Linked DNA regions of Mus musculus: region 2 is linked to region 1. A link is a contact called in public HiChIP or PLAC-seq data. All regions are on one chromosome and are shown on one strand. The core of a region is the stretch at or near the end of the contact, and the rest is flanking DNA. Distances in the headings are between cores, read along the strand shown.

Region 1 (3,126 bases), core at 406-2,905:
TGTCAACTTGACACAGCTGGAGTTATCACAGAGAAAGGAGCTTCAGTTGAGGAAATGCCTCCATGAGATCCAACTGTAAGGCATTTTCTCAATTAGTGATCAAGGGGGAAAGGCCCCTTGTGGGTGGGACCATCTCAGGGCTGGTAGTCTTAGCTCTATAAGAGAGCAGGCTGAGCAAGCCAGGTGAGGCAAGCCAATGAAGAACATCCCTCCATGGCCTCTGCATCAGCTCCTGCTTCCTGACCTGCTTGAGTTCCAGTCCTGACTTCCTTTGGTGATGAACAGCAGTATGGAAGTGTAAGCCGAATAAACCCTTTCCTCCCCAACTTGCTTCTTGGTCATGATGTTTGTGCAGGAATAGAAACCCTGACTAAGACAATGTGTTAGACAGAGATTTCCTAAGGAGGGCTGCATGGGGTACTGTGAACTTGAGAGGACTCCATGAAGGGTCCCTTGTAGAGTTAGAGTTAACATCTTCAGCCTCCAGGTGGCAAAATCAGAATGTAGACGTGAGCTCTTGTCGAGACCATGTCCCCTCCCTCTGGCTCAGGACCTGGCTGGAGTACTCTACCCACTCTCAGATTTCCCACCAGCTGTGCCCTGCAGGCCCCAAGCTCCTGCCATGGATGACATCAACACAGCTCCCATGTCCTCCACACACCAGAGCTCCTTTCTGAATTACACCCTGCAGTCTAAAGAAAACTGAGGCTGAGAGCGATAAGCTCAACCAAGCTCCAGTATGTGCGTGCATGTGTGTGTAGGGGGGTGCCTGGCTTAGGTCTGTTGTCACATCTAACGTGACAAGGTTCAGATGAAGGAGTGAACAATCACCACTTCTGCCGTAAGCCAGCACTTCCCTTGGTGGGCCTGGCCTGAGGAACAAGGTCACCCAGCTCTGGGATCAAAGGGACAGTGGCTACCTTAGTACCTGCAGAACTCAGCTAGTACTGAACGGTGACCTTTAAGGGGTGAGCAAACATAGCCATGTCTAGCCACAGAGGGAATAGCCTGACTGGCCATTTGGGCTTCTGCAGTGCAGAACGCGGTAACATATATCACCAAAGTGGCCAGCTTGCACCATAGGGACATGTAAGCCCTTCCGTGAGCCCCAGGTGCCCAGCAGAGGTCCAGAGGGGCCAAACCAGACTGTTTTAGCTAGGGAATAGTGTTGCTCACAGTGGGCTGGGTCTTCTGACATCAACTAGCTTCATTAAAACAACCCCTACAGATGTATCCACAGGCTAGCCCAATGCAGACGTTCCCTCATGGAGATTCTCTTCCTGGGCAATCCTATGTTGTGTCAAGTTGACAGTTAAAGCTCACCATCACAAGTATGCTGGGTGGCGCTGGGGAAAACTGTGACCACCCTTGTGGACATCAGCAAAGGTTTCTGAGAGCCATGCCTTTGGCCTATTCACAAATGTTGGGCCAGGCTTGAGAAGTCAGCCATGAAACCTGACGCTAAAAGAGCCCTTGCGTCCCTCGTGTGGAACTTCGGCTGATAATGGACGCTTCTGGAGGTTAGGTCCCATTCAGGGGAAATAGAGAGCCAGTGAGTGAGAGGGTGGAGCAGGCAGCCAGTGCTGGCTGGGTGGGAAGGTAGATGATGCCCCCCCCCCACTTGGTTTCTATAATGAGGAAGTTCTGTGCAGCTCAGTTTCCTCTCCCTCGCTGAGTGCCTGAAACAGGAAGTCAGTCAGTTAAGCTGGTAGGAGCAGCAGAGGCAATTTCTGAGAGGCAACAGGCGGCAGGTCTCAGCCTAGAGAGGGCCCTGAACTACTTTGCTGGAGTGTCCGTCCTGGGAGTGGCTGCTGACCCAGTCCAGGAGACCCATGCCTGCCATGGTCCCTGGGTGGAACCATGGCAACATCACCCGCTCCAAGGCAGAGGAGCTACTTTCCAGAGCCGGCAAGGACGGGAGCTTCCTTGTGCGTGCCAGCGAGTCCATCCCCCGGGCCTACGCACTCTGCGTGCTGTGAGTACCCGTCTCCTCCCAACTGTCAGATCCAGGGACCACTGAGGTGTGGATCCAAAGGGGGAACCCCTGTAATGGGAGTTTGAGTTAGGTTTATGTCATAGGATGGTGGGACGTGACTGGCACTTCGTTGCCCTGTGGGGAGGGGAGAAGGGGGGGCAGCATCTGAGGCCCACTTTGGACCTTGGCGTTCGAGTTCAGGGAGCCTGTGTCATGACAGGCTTGTGTGGTGCTAGGGCTCTCTGAGTGACTCTGGGCCTCCCCTATACTGCAGCCCTCCATGACCTGTGGTGCCAGGGGTCTCCGTGAGTTCCTGTGGCAGGAGCAGGGACAGAGTCAGGAAGAAACTCAGGCCTCTCTGGTGGAGGGTGTATTGGAATGCATTTTGGTCAGCTCAAGCGTCAGTCAGGGACTCAGTGAAGGGCAACCTTGGCAAAAGGGTCCCCTCCTCCACCCTGCTAGTATGTGGTCTTAGAGCTAATTCTATTTGGGGAGCTGAGTCCGGGGTGCATTTAATCAGGATAGGATTCCTCGTGTACACATTTTACTCTAGGCTGCAAGGACACAGGAAGCCACAGAGCTGCTCTCTGAGTAGGTCTCTGTCCCTCCTTGCACTCAGCTATGTCCCTCCCTATCCAGGTCTCTGCCCCCGTTGGTACCCCCCCACAGCCCAGTGTGAAGATGTTGCTGAATATGCTGGTTATCCTAACAACAGAGGAAACAGCCACTTGCTGAAGGTTCCTTTTTAACACTCCGTCCGTCTAGCGTCTTCTGAGGAAGGCCGCCACCCCTATAGTCCTGTGGTCAGACCCTGTCCAGGCTTCAGGCTGGAGCAGGGCAGGAACACTGTCAGGAAGGGTGTGCCTACTTGAACAGCACAGGTACCATCTGATAGATTGTCCCTGGACTGAGAGAAAGATCTTTCAGAGCAGCTAGCTGCCCCCCCCCCAATCTTCATGCAGGAGGGAAGTGGGTGACTGACCACAGACTGTTCTGAGCTCTGACTCATGTTGGGACCTGCTGTGCTAGGCATTTGTTGGCTAGTTTCATCTTCAAGAGAGCCAGGAGTGTGGGTTCTATGAACACCTAGACCTGCGATTAAGGACCATGAGGGCTGGACAGGTTACAAACATCGAGGATAAGGTCGGTCA
Region 2 (3,126 bases), core at 359-2,858, 590 kb after region 1:
TATAGAATGGACTCTATTGCATATATATATACAACCAAGGAGCTTGTATATCCTTCAAAAGGCACTTCTCACTTCCAGCATCTTCCACTGTTGTAGAACAAACTTAGGCACTAACCAGCCAAATGTTGAGACCTTGACTGATAAACATAACCCCAAACCTTCAGAGAGAGCACTATCCTAGGAATCCTCCTTTTTGCCCATTGAAGTGAATTTCAGACTTCTACAAAACATGGGAAGAATAAGTGTGATATACACACTACCAAGTTCGTGGTAATTTGTTGCAGCAATAACAAGAATATACTTAAGTCTACTTTCTTCAGTTTAGCTGCTTAGTTTTAGCCTTTCATTTAAACAGTAGTCAACTGTTCCTATGTCAGCATGACTTTAGGTAAACTAAAAGCCACTCTTTTCAACTTAGCTATCTTAAACGAAAGACTCAATATATGCCCATCTTTCACCTTGGTGCGCATGTGGGGAAGTGGAGCTATAAAGTTCAAGGAAAGCTCTGAGTCGAATGTTCAACAAAATGGAGATTGTGTGGTTTTAGGTGTTGTGAACAGTGTTTCCTAGCACTAGAACATAACAGTGGTCTGCCTCAGGATTAAGTTTAATAAGTGCCAAAGGCATACAGATATTTACAACAGGCATAAAGACCAAGAGAGATCCTATCCCTGCGATCCCAACAATAACAAGAGGCACCGACATGAGCTGCATATAATGTCTGGAATACAGTTGTTCTGAAAGTAGAGTTCCCTTGAAAACGCGTTTAAACAAAAAAGTCCTGATAGTCCTTAAAAGACACTTTAGTCTTTACTGAGTATTGATGCGAAGCAGCTGCTCTTTGCCATTAATTATCAGGGACTTTAACTCTCCATCTTCTTCCACTTCCACCCTTTCTTGACCATTCTCAACGATTCTCTTGGTGGTGATTTTTTTGCCATTAATTATTTCGGTGGAGGTTGACACCGACTTGTAGTTGCCTGCCGCCCCACCGCCGCAAGACATGGAGAAAGAAGAAAGGCCCGAGTTTCCTGGAGAACCGAAGGATGTGAATCCAGTATCTAACGAAGCGAAGCCACCCCCAAATCCTGGGAATTCGGTAAAGGAGGTAGAGAAGGGTACAGCCCCTCGGCTTCTGCTTCCACGGGTGCTCCTCCGATCCCCAAAAAAGTTCTCAAGGGGGTCTCCCCCGAAGAAGTCGAAGGAGAAAGGGTCGTGGCCCCCGAAGAACTCCCTGAAGACCTCCGCGGGGTCTCGGAAGGAGAAGACGTACTGGAAGGCATCGTGGAACGGGCTGCCCGCCGCGCCGCCTCCGCCCACCTCGCCCACTTCGCCGCAGCGGTCGTACACCTCGCGCTTGCGGACGTCCGATAAGACCTCGTAGGCCTGCGCCACCTGCTTGAACCGCCTCTCGGCCTCCTCCTTGTGCTCGGGGTTCTTGTCCGGGTGCCACTTGAGCGCAAGCTTGCGGTACGCCTTGCGGATGGCCTCGGCTGAGGCCTGCCGCGGCACGCCCAGCACCTCGTAGTAGTCCACCATGGCGGCTGGCCGGCCCGCGGCCTCGGCGCTGGAGCGGCGGTGGCAGCTGCTGAACGCCCGCCTACCGGCCGGCGCCACACTCCCTTGTGACGCAAACGTCTCTCATTGGCGGAGGCGGGCGGTGCCTCAGCCTATCAGAATGGAGGGCCCAGGGATCCGTTGTGCTCCCAGAGATGCTCAGTGACGCTTAAAGACAGGACCGAGTCTAGTATCCTTGCAGTGGTGATTGGGTTGTCCTATGGTAGGGCGAACAAAGGACGACTTAGGGGAGAGAGGCTTTGACTCTGGCTGCTATAGAAAAGTACTATTTCACCCTTCCCCGCACCTTCGCCTTCTCTCTACCTCTCCTTTTTTTCACTCTTCTCCTTTCCCTCTTCTCCTGATGCTGCTCGCCCTTCTCTCCCCGGCTGTGTAGCTCAGACTGGCCTTAAACTTGCAGTAATGCCCTGCTGCCTCAGCATCGTGCATTGTGGCACAAGTGTGCCTCACAAAACTGGATTTTTTAAATGGATTTTTGTGCCCTGCCCCAAGCTGTCTTTTCGTCAGCCAGGCAGGAAATTAGGAAGGTTGTCAGGATTATGTTTTGTCTGACCCTGAGCCTGGTCTGAAGGACAGTGGCTTGTGAAGGACTCAGGTTCTTAAACATTTTTGGCCATAGGACATCCCCCCCCCTTTCATTTATATGGCTCTAAGAGAAAGTAAAGCAATGAAAAACATATCTATTAAATACACACTAGCATAAAACATGTTCTGAGAAAATAACTTCTTCAAAACAAAACTTCAGAAGGGTGATGTGTGTTTGTGTTCTTCAAATCACTCCAGCATTGGGCTTCATAGAGCTGGATTCTTCTGCAATCTATTTTGATCTCATAGAGTAACCTTTGGAAAACTCCACCATATGCCTATGAGAAAATTAGATCTTTAAAAGTTAATATTTCTGTTAATGGAAATAGTTTCAACCTTGTAACATTCCTCTGAAAGGTCCTTGGGGGATCTTCAGGGTTCTAGTTTATACTTGGAGAACCATTGTTGTTCTGAACAAAAATAATTGGAACTTGTGGCTGTTTTTGAAGCACCTTAGGTGAAATGTTCTTGTTGCCACTAATACTGTTGTAGTATGACTCTGGCCTTCCTTCTGCCTTTGCTTGACACTTGCTTTTATCCCCACTTTCTTGAGGGCTTTTTTTTAAAAAACAAACAAACAAAAACCACTGTATTACCTTATTTGATCAGTGGTGAGGCAACATGTATCTCTAAAGATTACTTAGTTCTAAAGGAAATGGTTAACCAGTAAATGTTTAAAGATTCTATCATGAAGGGTACTAGGTCTAATCAGAAATTCTAGTATGCCAGAACAGTCATTTGAGTTTATGTCACGCCCAGTGACTGAACTTGAACCTCTAGGCCTGGCACTTGGTAAACATGCAATAAACAGTAATAGAGTCCTCATTAGGAGGAAAGGGTAGATGGATTTGACTAATCAGGAGAGCCAAAGAGGAGGAAAACTCCTTTCAAAGTGACCCAGGGTCTAAGGAAGAGCAAGGCTAAAGGGTTTGAGTTTTCCTGTGGGCCCTGTAAAGCTGTTGA

What was found. HiChIP or PLAC-seq counts read pairs in DNA pulled down with a chosen protein or histone mark.
Region 2: an H3K27ac HiChIP or PLAC-seq map of microglia shows a contact between it and region 1, with 5 times the contacts expected there. The contact joins the promoter of Dnajb3 here to the promoter of Inpp5d in region 1. A contact is called at or near these places in 3 of 115 datasets of contacts at active chromatin or transcription factors (bone marrow-derived macrophages, double positive thymocytes and microglia).

What each region holds. Positions count from the first base shown.
Region 1 is chr1:87,618,657-87,621,782 of GRCm38.p6, forward strand. It overlaps Inpp5d (inositol polyphosphate-5-phosphatase D), which reads left to right and starts at 1,656. Exons shown (of 27, transcript NM_010566.3): 1 at 1,656-1,975. The coding sequence starts at 1,833.
Region 2 is chr1:88,204,140-88,207,265 of GRCm38.p6, forward strand. Dnajb3 (DnaJ heat shock protein family (Hsp40) member B3) reads right to left here and starts at 1,609. Exons shown (of 1, transcript NM_008299.3): 1 at 593-1,609. The coding sequence starts at 1,539. The coding sequence ends at 811. The region is part of intron 1 of Ugt1a10 (UDP glycosyltransferase 1 family, polypeptide A10); the gene reads left to right. The region is part of intron 1 of Ugt1a9 (UDP glucuronosyltransferase 1 family, polypeptide A9); the gene reads left to right. The region is part of intron 1 of Ugt1a8 (UDP glucuronosyltransferase 1 family, polypeptide A8); the gene reads left to right. It also overlaps Ugt1a7c, Ugt1a6b, Ugt1a6a, Ugt1a5 and Ugt1a2.